Linked DNA regions of Mus musculus: regions 1 and 3 are each linked to region 2. The links are chromatin contacts, called in public HiChIP or PLAC-seq and Micro-C maps. All regions are on one chromosome and are shown on one strand. Each heading gives the region's core, a stretch centred on a gene start, on an enhancer-like site or on the middle of the called end of the contact. The rest is flanking DNA. Distances are from core to core; before and after follow the strand shown.

Region 1 (2,850 bases), core at 315-2,814, 43 kb after region 2:
CCACAGTTAGCTTCATCAAGGCAATCCCTCCCAGACATTCTCATAGGCTGATCTAAATCTAGACATTCCTTCACAGGCATGCCCAGAGACCTGCTTCCTAGAGCCAAGTTCACAACTGATGCCAACACAGCTATGCCTGGGTCTATAGGTGAGCAAAACAGTGAATTCTGAAAGGCAAGACCAAGTCACCCCGAAAAACTTCTCAACCGGGTAACAAGACACGCCCACCCAGTGATGTCACTGTGATAAGCACAGGAGGGCTTCCCAGGTTCCTCCATCCTGTGTCCACTAAGCAACCTCTACTTGTGTTGGCTTCCTAGATGTCTCAGCATTGGGTAGTGCCCCATGCAGCACAGGCAAGTGCCCTGGTCCCTAGACATGGATCTGTACAATTGTCAGTCACAATTCATGTTCTGATGAATTTATAACTTCTGAAAGTCTAGTTCCTAACTCTGTAAAGTTAAGGCTAGGAGTTAGACCAGGACAGAAACCAAAGAACCAACTGATCCAAAAATCAAAGACAAAATACTAAATACCATTTTAGTGCCTTTCCTATATGGATTGTTCCCAACAGGGGACAGGGGACAATCCTTGCCCCAGCTCTGCTTTCTACCTGGGCCACACTACACCAAGGGAGAGTACGGTGCTGTATTCCAGAGACTGAGCAGTGCCCAGAAGAAAGGAGAATTCACAAGAGGTCAGTGGCCAGTGCAGGAGAGCTCCAGGCAGGGATGGTCCCAGGTCTCTGGCTGGGTGGAGCCTGAGCACAGACCCGACTCTTTCCCCTCACACTCCATAGCAACGCTATTAATATCTTTCTTCCATTAAAGTTCCACAGATCAAGATGTGGCTTAGTCAGTAGAATACTTACTTAGCACAAATGACACACAGGACCCATACCCAGCACTGCATAAAACAGAGTGATGCTATACACCCGTAATCCCAACACGTAGAAGGTCAAGTCAGGAAGATCAGAAGTTCAAGGTAAGCCTTGGTTATGTCATGGGTTCAAGCCCCTCACACTCCATACTCACAGCCCCTCCCCCAAGATACTGCCTTAATAATAACAGCAACCAACAGCAACAACAATGGAACCTTCAAAGACTGTCATTTCTGGGAGCCTTTAGGAAGCCAAGGCAAAGAGGATAGCTTGTGTATTATCTCTGCCTTCTTGGCATTATTTGGATAAGTGCCAGAAAGACCTTCACTCTCAGCATGCGCAATGCACAGCCATACTGTCTCTCCTCCCACTCTAAGCTTCTTCACTGTAACAATACCATCCAGGGCAGAAGCACAAAGCAGAATCTACCCCAAAGGACCCCTTCTCCTCTCTATTTCTCCTCCTCCTCCTCCTCCTCCTCCTCCTCCTCCTCCTCCTCCTCCTCCTCCTCCTCCTCCTCCTCGTCCTTCTTCTCCTCCTTCTTCTCACGATCACTGGACACCAGTCTCTCCCAATGCAGTCACTCTCTGAGCTGCCAAGGATTTTTTTCTTGGGTGCTAATCTCTCCAGCTGTTTACCCCACCACAAACCCATCGCATTACGTCATGCTTTGGACTCAAATCTACATATTTCCCCAACACCCATGTCCTCTGTGGACTGCAGGGTATGTATTGCTCCTCTCCACATCCATGGCCCTGTGATCTCCACTCCATGCTTGTTCACCTGGTAAGACTTAGCCACTTTACCTCCTTGGAAGTGGCTAAGGCAGAATGACCTCTGGCCTTGATTTGTCTGTGGCCAGGATATTCTCCCAGGCATCAGCCTGGGTCTGTGCTCAGGCTCCACCCAGCCAGAGACCTGGGACCATCCCTGCCTGGAGCTCTCCTGCACTGGCCACTGACCTCTTGTGAACTCTTCTTTCTTCTGGGCACTGCTCAGTCTCTGGAATACAGCACCGTACTCTCCCTTGGTGTCGTGTGGCCCAGGTGGAAAGCAGAGCTGGGGCAAGGATTGTCCCCTGCCTCCTGTTGGGAACAATCATATAGGAAAGGCACTAAAATGGTATTTACAAGCAAAGGAGCCAATGTGACCAGCACCAACGGAGCACACTCAGCTCAACAGAGACCTTTGTGATCACGTGTGAAAGACCTACTTTTCATAGTCACATCAAAGAGAGAGTCAAGAAGGTGTAGTGGTTTCCTAACCACACGCATACTTTTTGAAGTCGGTGCTCTGTATTTGTCAGTTATTTCCTCTGAATTGAAGCATTCCCTCCTGGCAAAGGAAGGGTAGATATTTAAAAGACTCACATGATACACTCCCTCAAAGCAATAAGCAATAGACAGAGGAGAGATGGCCCTCAGGCTGAGCTGCCTGCCAGTTGTACAGGGAGCGCAAGGGATGCCAAGTTTTTGAGTCATAAGCCTGGGCTGGGCTGGGCTTTTCATGGATGTAACTGCCCTTGATCATCTATGCTTCTATTACGTAACGTCAATAACTTACTGGATCACTGAGCTAGACTTGGGTGGGATCATATTATCTTTCTTCAATCATCAATTCTCTGTATGGAATGACTTCACATCCCTCATACACAAAATCCACACAGCAGAGAGTCCCTTGGTCTCTACCTTAGAACAGAAAGAGATAGCCATTTCCGCACTTTGGAAACTTTCTTTCAAGGTTCCAATAGTCTGGTTTTATGAAAAGATGAAATTGATTGGGAGTATTTTGCCAATACTTGGTTAGCAACAAAGCCATGAGAGTTGTAGAGAGTGGGCATTATCCTCACACTGCTCCTGCTGGCTGGTGATCAAGGGTGGCCTCTGCTGCAGGGCTGAATTGCTAATTTGATGGTTGCATTTTATCAAGGAGTCTGCTCTAACTTCAGAAATCTGATTGAGTTCACATCC
Region 2 (2,884 bases), core at 132-2,631:
CACCCTCCATCCACAACAGCAGCGACTCCCTCCTCTGCGCGTCTGGAGCTTCTTTCCTAAACATCGTCTGCCTGCCTGCCTGCCTCCTTCCTTCCTTCCTTCCAGTGAAGCTGCTTTTGACTTCTTTGCTCAATCTTGTCCCCCTCCCCCTATGACACGCCCTCTGTTGCCCCTGCCCCAGAAGGCTTGCAGACCTGCACCCGGGAGGGGCAGGTCAGAAAGGTCATGCTACAGTTGTCCCGCGGGTCCGAAGGAACCAGAGGTGCCTTTTTCTTCTATGCTAACGCCCCATTGTTCCTTGGCTTTCTTCACCCACCCTTGCACCAGCTCCCCAGAATCTGCGTGAGGTGGGCTGGGGGGCGGGGGGAAAGTGCTGCGTCCTTTTCATGAGGGTGGGTGCACCCAGCTCCATACCACTGGTCCGCGCGCCAGAACACAGTCACTGCAGGCTCGGGCACAGCCCTCCTTCACATTTGGAATCCTGGGCTTCCTGAGCCTTGCCTATCCCCATGGCTGCGTCAGGAATCCAGCGGTTTAGATCCCCAGGACCCCCCCAGTGGAAGGAAGCATATATACTCCAGTCAAGTGATCACAGGCTAGAGAGAAATGTAGAGTAATCGGTGACAAACTTGATGGTCTAAATCATGAGTCGGGTCAATGTGGCCAGGGACAGCTCTAGGAAGCAGGTTAGTTTCTAAACGTCCGGCTCCAACACCCTCCGGGTCACGCTTCCTCTGTGCGCACGCCGGGCTGGGGAAAGCCGGGTGTCCCTACGCTGATGGGCGGTCCCGAACGTCCCTGAGGTGCCACCAGCTTCCTGAGACCCACTGGCCAATATTGGTCTGGTACACACACACACCTTGCAGACTACCCACTACCGTAGCAGCTCCCTCCCCACCCCACGATCTGAACCCCCGATTTGTCCCCACCAAGCCAGAAAACCACCCCGGCCACGGGGAACGTGGGGCCGGGCCACTTACTGGGGCTGAGGAAACACTCGGTCAGCCTTCGGAAGCAACTCGCATTGTTAGAGGGTCCATCTTCCATGTCGGAGCCGAAGGGCAGCGGCCAAACGGTGGCAAGGGGGAAGGCGGCGCCTCGGGGCCGCCAAAGAGTTCGGCCACCGGCGGCAGAGCCGGGGCCGAGGCCAGGGCAGCCCCCGCCGGCGCCCGGAAAATCCGAGGAGTCCGCGCGGCGTGCACCCGGGTGTAGGGGAAGCCGCGGCGGCGGAGATGGCCGGGGCCCGGCGCGGGCAGGGAGCAGCAAGCCTTGAATCGCAGGCGAGAGGAAGAGCCGCCGCCGCCCGCCGCTGCCACCGCTGCTGCCACCGCTGCTGCGGTGACTACTGCCTGGGGGGACGCTCAAGGGAGCTGCCTCTTGTCCTCCTCCTCCGCCGCCGCCGCCAGCATCGCCGCCGCCGCCTCCTCCTCCTCCAGCCGCCGCTGCGCCCTCCCTTCTCGGGAGACGCGCGGGGAGGTGGAAGGCAGATGAGGAGGGGACAAGAGGGGGAGGGGGGAGGGGGGGCGGCGGCCAGAAGTACCAGGAAGATGAAAAGGAGGAGGAGGGGACAGGGGAGGAGAAGGCAAGCGCCCAGGGAGCACGGGCCGCCACCCAACCACAGCCTCCGGCACGGAGAGCGGAGAGGGCGCTGGGGCCCCCAGTGGGGCTGGCGTGGCCTGCGGGAGACAGGGACCGGGACAGGGGCGGGGGCGCCGCTAGCTCCTCCCGGCTGCAGCCAAGCAGCTCCCGGGCCAGGCTCAGGCCCACTGTACTCCGCCCGCTGGCCGCGCCGCACCGGGGTTCCAGAGGGACTTGGACACGGCCGGGCTCGTCCCCAGACTCCCGCAGTGGGGCCTGGGGGTGGGGAGCGAGCCGCTCCTCCGGGCTAGCCATGGCCCTCCTCCCCAGCTTGCAAGGGGGGCAGGCGGGAGGGCGCGGCGGCCCGGACTCTGCGGGCTCCGCCCCCGCAGCACCGGCCCTCCCCGCGACGCTGCCCAGGCTCTGGTCCGGTCCGCCTCTCGGGTCTAGGGTGCCTCTCCGGCCCGGGGGTTCACATCGTGTTCCCTTTGGGATTCAATAGGACCGCGGGCGGGGGGACGAGTCCCGATCGCTGCGCCGGGGTGCGGGCTGGTACGCACGATCCGCGTCCTTCCCGGCCTGGCGAGGCTGCCGGGACGCTGCCTGCGGGCGTGGCGTGGTGTGTGCAAGCTCCGGCCGGCGCCTGAGCCGCGGCGGCTGCTCCAGAGCAGCGGAGAAAAGCGCCGCAGTGCTGCTGCCCGTGGAGGCGGCGGTGGTGGCGGCGGCAGAAGACGCCCACTGGCGGAGCAGGCGCTCCCCGAACCGCCACCGCCCGCGCCCACGTTGCGCGTCCACTGGAACTCAGGTCCCAGCACCCTGGCACTCTGCGTGTGGTGTGTGCCCCTGGCCCGCTAGTCTCCCTGGAGGTGGCACATCTGGATCTGGCGTTCCAGATGCTAAACCCACAGCCTAGCCTCTGTTCCAGCTGTGTGCAAACCACATCCGCCTGTGGGCGGGTGACCTGAACCAGGGAATCCTCTCTCCAGCCCCGCAGTATCAACAGAGAAGGCTTTTGGTCAGAGCTCCTGGAGGGGGGGATTCAAATTTGGACATTTAGCAAGTTTAAAATCAAGGCAGAGTTCCCATTAGAATGTCTCAAAAGGCGGTTCTTTCCGGGACTGCCTTGCCAATACCCACTTTAAAGCGAACTTTAGGTATGTCAGCCCACTTTGTCCTGGTGGGTCTGGAAGATAGAAGGAGCAAACTAGGGTTCGCACACAAAATGTAAAGAGTTCATTGCTTTAAAACCCAGAGACCATCTGTCACCAGTGGCTTACTTGGGCCCCCTATTCCTTCAACAGCCTGG
Region 3 (2,700 bases), core at 54-2,553, 38 kb before region 2:
GTGACCAAAAAAAAAAAAAAAAAACTTTTTTTCTTTGTTTAGAATCATTTTTATTTTTCCCAGTTTTCTTTGCATGGGCTTTTGTTGTTGTTGTTTGGTTTTATTTGTTTCAATACAAAGTCCCACCAGGTAGCCTTGACTGACCTGGATCTCACCACATAGACCAAGCTGGCCTTGAACTCACAGAGATTTGCCTGCTTCTGCCTCCCAGGTCCTGGGATTGAGGGGGTGGACCACTATACCTGCCAGAGAACTTATTTTTAAGTAGAACTAACTTGGAATTCTGCACGGTGCCACAGGTATGTTTTAAATTGAACATGAAGCTCGCACTGCTTCTACCTCTGTACCACATGGTGAACCAGAATCTCGAGCTCTCCGCGGAAGCTGCTTTTGAAGAGTTATACTATATACTTTTTGCATGTTTGAGATTTTTTTAAATGTAATAATCTTCTATTTGGTAATCCAGGGTCCAATGGAACAGTTTTTAAAAAAGATTTATTTATTTCTTATATATAAGTACACTGTAGCTGTCTTCAGACACACCAGAAGAAGGCATCAGACAGATCTTATTACAAACGGTTGTGAGCCACCATGTGGTTGTTGGGATTTGAACTCAGAACCTCTGGAAGAGCAGTCAGTGCTCTTAACCGATGAGCCATCTCTCCACCCCCAAATGCAGTTTTAAAATGCCTGTTTGAGGCCAGCAAGATGGCTCTGTGGGGAAACGTACCTCCCACTAAGCCTGGACAACATGAGTTCAGGTCTGGGGTCCACATGATGAAAAGAGAGAACCAACTCCCAAAAGGTATCCTTTGACCCCCTCCTATGCTGCGGTGTGCACGTGGACACTTGCATGAATGGACACTCACACGTGCAACTTAGAAAATCACCATAATTTTAAAATTAATGCCTGTTATACACTTAGGGGAAGCCATGAAATCATGAAGGAGATGCAAAGTTGTTACTTAAATCTTACATGATAGTACTTAACTGAGTTCCTCTTTCAAACAGCAACACAAATGATAGAAAGCTGCATTTTAGTTAACTGTACTCCATGGGCTGGAGAGATGGCTCAGTGGTGAAATACTTACTGCTTAGAAGCCCAGGTTTGGTCTCCAAGATCTGGATAGCAGCTTGTAATCGTCTCTAATTCCAGTCCCAGGGTATCCAATGCCCTCTTCTGATGCAAAAGCAACAAAATCTTTTTTTAAAGCTATACACTAGCCCTTACTTCTCTCTTTGGCTTTGATACAGCCAGCGATTACAACTGTCAACCTGTGATTTCGGTTTGTTTGGGCAAAATGCCATTTAGACAGTGGGGTGGAGCCAATTGAACACCGCGCTCTACAAGCCAACCTCCCTGACCCTGCGTCTTCATTCACTGGCCCAGGCCTGGAAATTCAGGATGCTGGCCTGGGTCAGGGCTCCTGTCTGGGAACATATGACCAGGAGCATTGGTGTATCTTACTGCCTCGGTTCCCACTGACTCTGCTCCTTGTCAGTGCTTCACCAGGTCTTACTGCCTCAGTTTCCACTCTGCTCCTTGTCAGTGATTTGTTCCTGTACCCTGGTGGACTGCAGCTACCCTGCTCTCTGTTCTTAGCCTTCGCTGTTCAGAGCTGACTTTGTCTGGTTCCAGGAAGCCAGGCTTGTCTGACTCCTGCCTCACAGTACTTCTCCACTCTCTGGCTTGTCCAGCCTCCAGAAACAGCCCCTCCGTCACCAAGCCCTCCCCTTCCCCCACCAGCTCCCACTGGCCTCCTGTGCTTTGTACTCAGCTTCTTCCAGGAAAGGTTCTCCTTACGTCTTTCCTGTGACCCCTGTGGACAGAAGAGCTGTTCTAATTCTCATCATTGCTGTAGGGCAGTATTGGTAGTATCTAGCAGGTTCTTCCAGCATGAAAGTCAGTCAGCTCATAAATATTTGAATCACTGCTTAAGTGACTTAAAATGGAGAAAATATTTAAAACTTCCTAGGCAGGCTTATTGACTCTCCCAATCAAATATAAAGAAGGAATTCGGAACTTGGGAGTTGCTCGTTGCAAAGAATATAATAAAATTAAAATCTCAGCCAGGGATTAAAGCCATTGGATGAAATTTATAGAAATCCATGTTTAAGACAGCTTAAGTCCATTTGTTATTTTACAGATAACGGAGTTAAATTTGCTAAGCGGACTACCCGTGATAATGATAGACTACCTACTGCAAATCTATCGGCTTTCTAGAAACATCCTTCCATTTGGTCATCTCAGTAAGCTGCCCCAGATGTTTCTGGTACTAGATTGCTGGGCCAGATGTTTCTAGTGCTAGTGTACTCAAAACAATGCTGGCACTTTTACACGTGTGACAAACAGAAGCAAAAGGCAAAGCTGGCTGGCTTGTGATAAAAGCACAAGTTAAAATCACCTTGTAATTTTAAATGATAAAGCATTTGCAAGTCTGAAGTCTTTGTCAAAAGATATAAATATCAAACTCTCCAAGTTTTATTTTAAACCCCCTTTTTAGCAGGGCAATACCTTGTGTATTAGGGTAACCATGCCTTGGCGAGGTTGGAATTACTGACACTTTACTGGGAATGTCTTAGCTTTACTCACACGGTGACAGCAGCACCTCGTCTGTGGCCCTTCAGCTCACCCAGTCCTTGCTGGAAGTCCCTGTCAGTTTCTGCTTCCTCAGCTCTGCCCTCAGGTTCCTGTTGGGC

Evidence for each region. Hi-C and Micro-C count contacts between places; a contact is called where the count stands out from the background. HiChIP or PLAC-seq counts read pairs in DNA pulled down with a chosen protein or histone mark.
Region 1: a contact with region 2 is called in a Micro-C map of muscle stem cells, with 4 times the contacts expected there. The contact joins the enhancer-like site here to the promoter of Pde10a in region 2. A contact is called at or near these places in 1 of 39 promoter capture datasets (the C10 cell line), 1 of 15 datasets of contacts at CTCF or cohesin (the NIH/3T3 cell line), 17 of 484 Hi-C or Micro-C datasets (the BV-2 cell line, the C10 cell line, the C2C12 cell line and 11 more), 6 of 115 datasets of contacts at active chromatin or transcription factors (the 230-238 cell line, bone marrow-derived macrophages, embryonic stem cells and 2 more) and 3 of 9 other capture datasets (adipose tissue, liver and pancreatic islet).
Region 3: a contact with region 2 is called in an H3K27ac HiChIP or PLAC-seq map of microglia, with 5 times the contacts expected there. The contact joins the enhancer-like site here to the promoter of Pde10a in region 2. A contact is called at or near these places in 4 of 484 Hi-C or Micro-C datasets (LSK cells, hemogenic endothelial cells, nephron progenitors and 1 more), 3 of 115 datasets of contacts at active chromatin or transcription factors (embryonic stem cells and microglia) and 2 of 9 other capture datasets (adipose tissue and pancreatic islet).

What each region holds. Positions count from the first base shown.
Region 1 is chr17:8,757,260-8,760,109 of GRCm38.p6, reverse strand. It overlaps a transcript of Pde10a not described here. Among named protein-coding and RNA genes, the nearest start is that of Gm46585, 23 kb to the right of the region's middle. Within about 2 kb of position 1,564, at least 14 of the 459 cell types and tissues checked have an H3K27ac peak or open chromatin away from gene starts, as enhancers often do. A contact at or near this core is called in the C2C12 cell line and muscle stem cells, where this site is marked.
Region 2 is chr17:8,800,242-8,803,125 of GRCm38.p6, reverse strand. Pde10a (phosphodiesterase 10A) reads right to left here and starts at 1,381. Exons shown (of 22, transcript NM_011866.2): 1 at 981-1,381. The coding sequence starts at 1,047.
Region 3 is chr17:8,838,439-8,841,138 of GRCm38.p6, reverse strand. The region is part of intron 1 of Pde10a (phosphodiesterase 10A); the gene reads right to left. Among named protein-coding and RNA genes, the nearest start is that of Gm34321, 19 kb to the right of the region's middle. Within about 2 kb of position 1,303, at least 6 of the 459 cell types and tissues checked have an H3K27ac peak or open chromatin away from gene starts, as enhancers often do. A contact at or near this core is called in microglia, where this site is marked.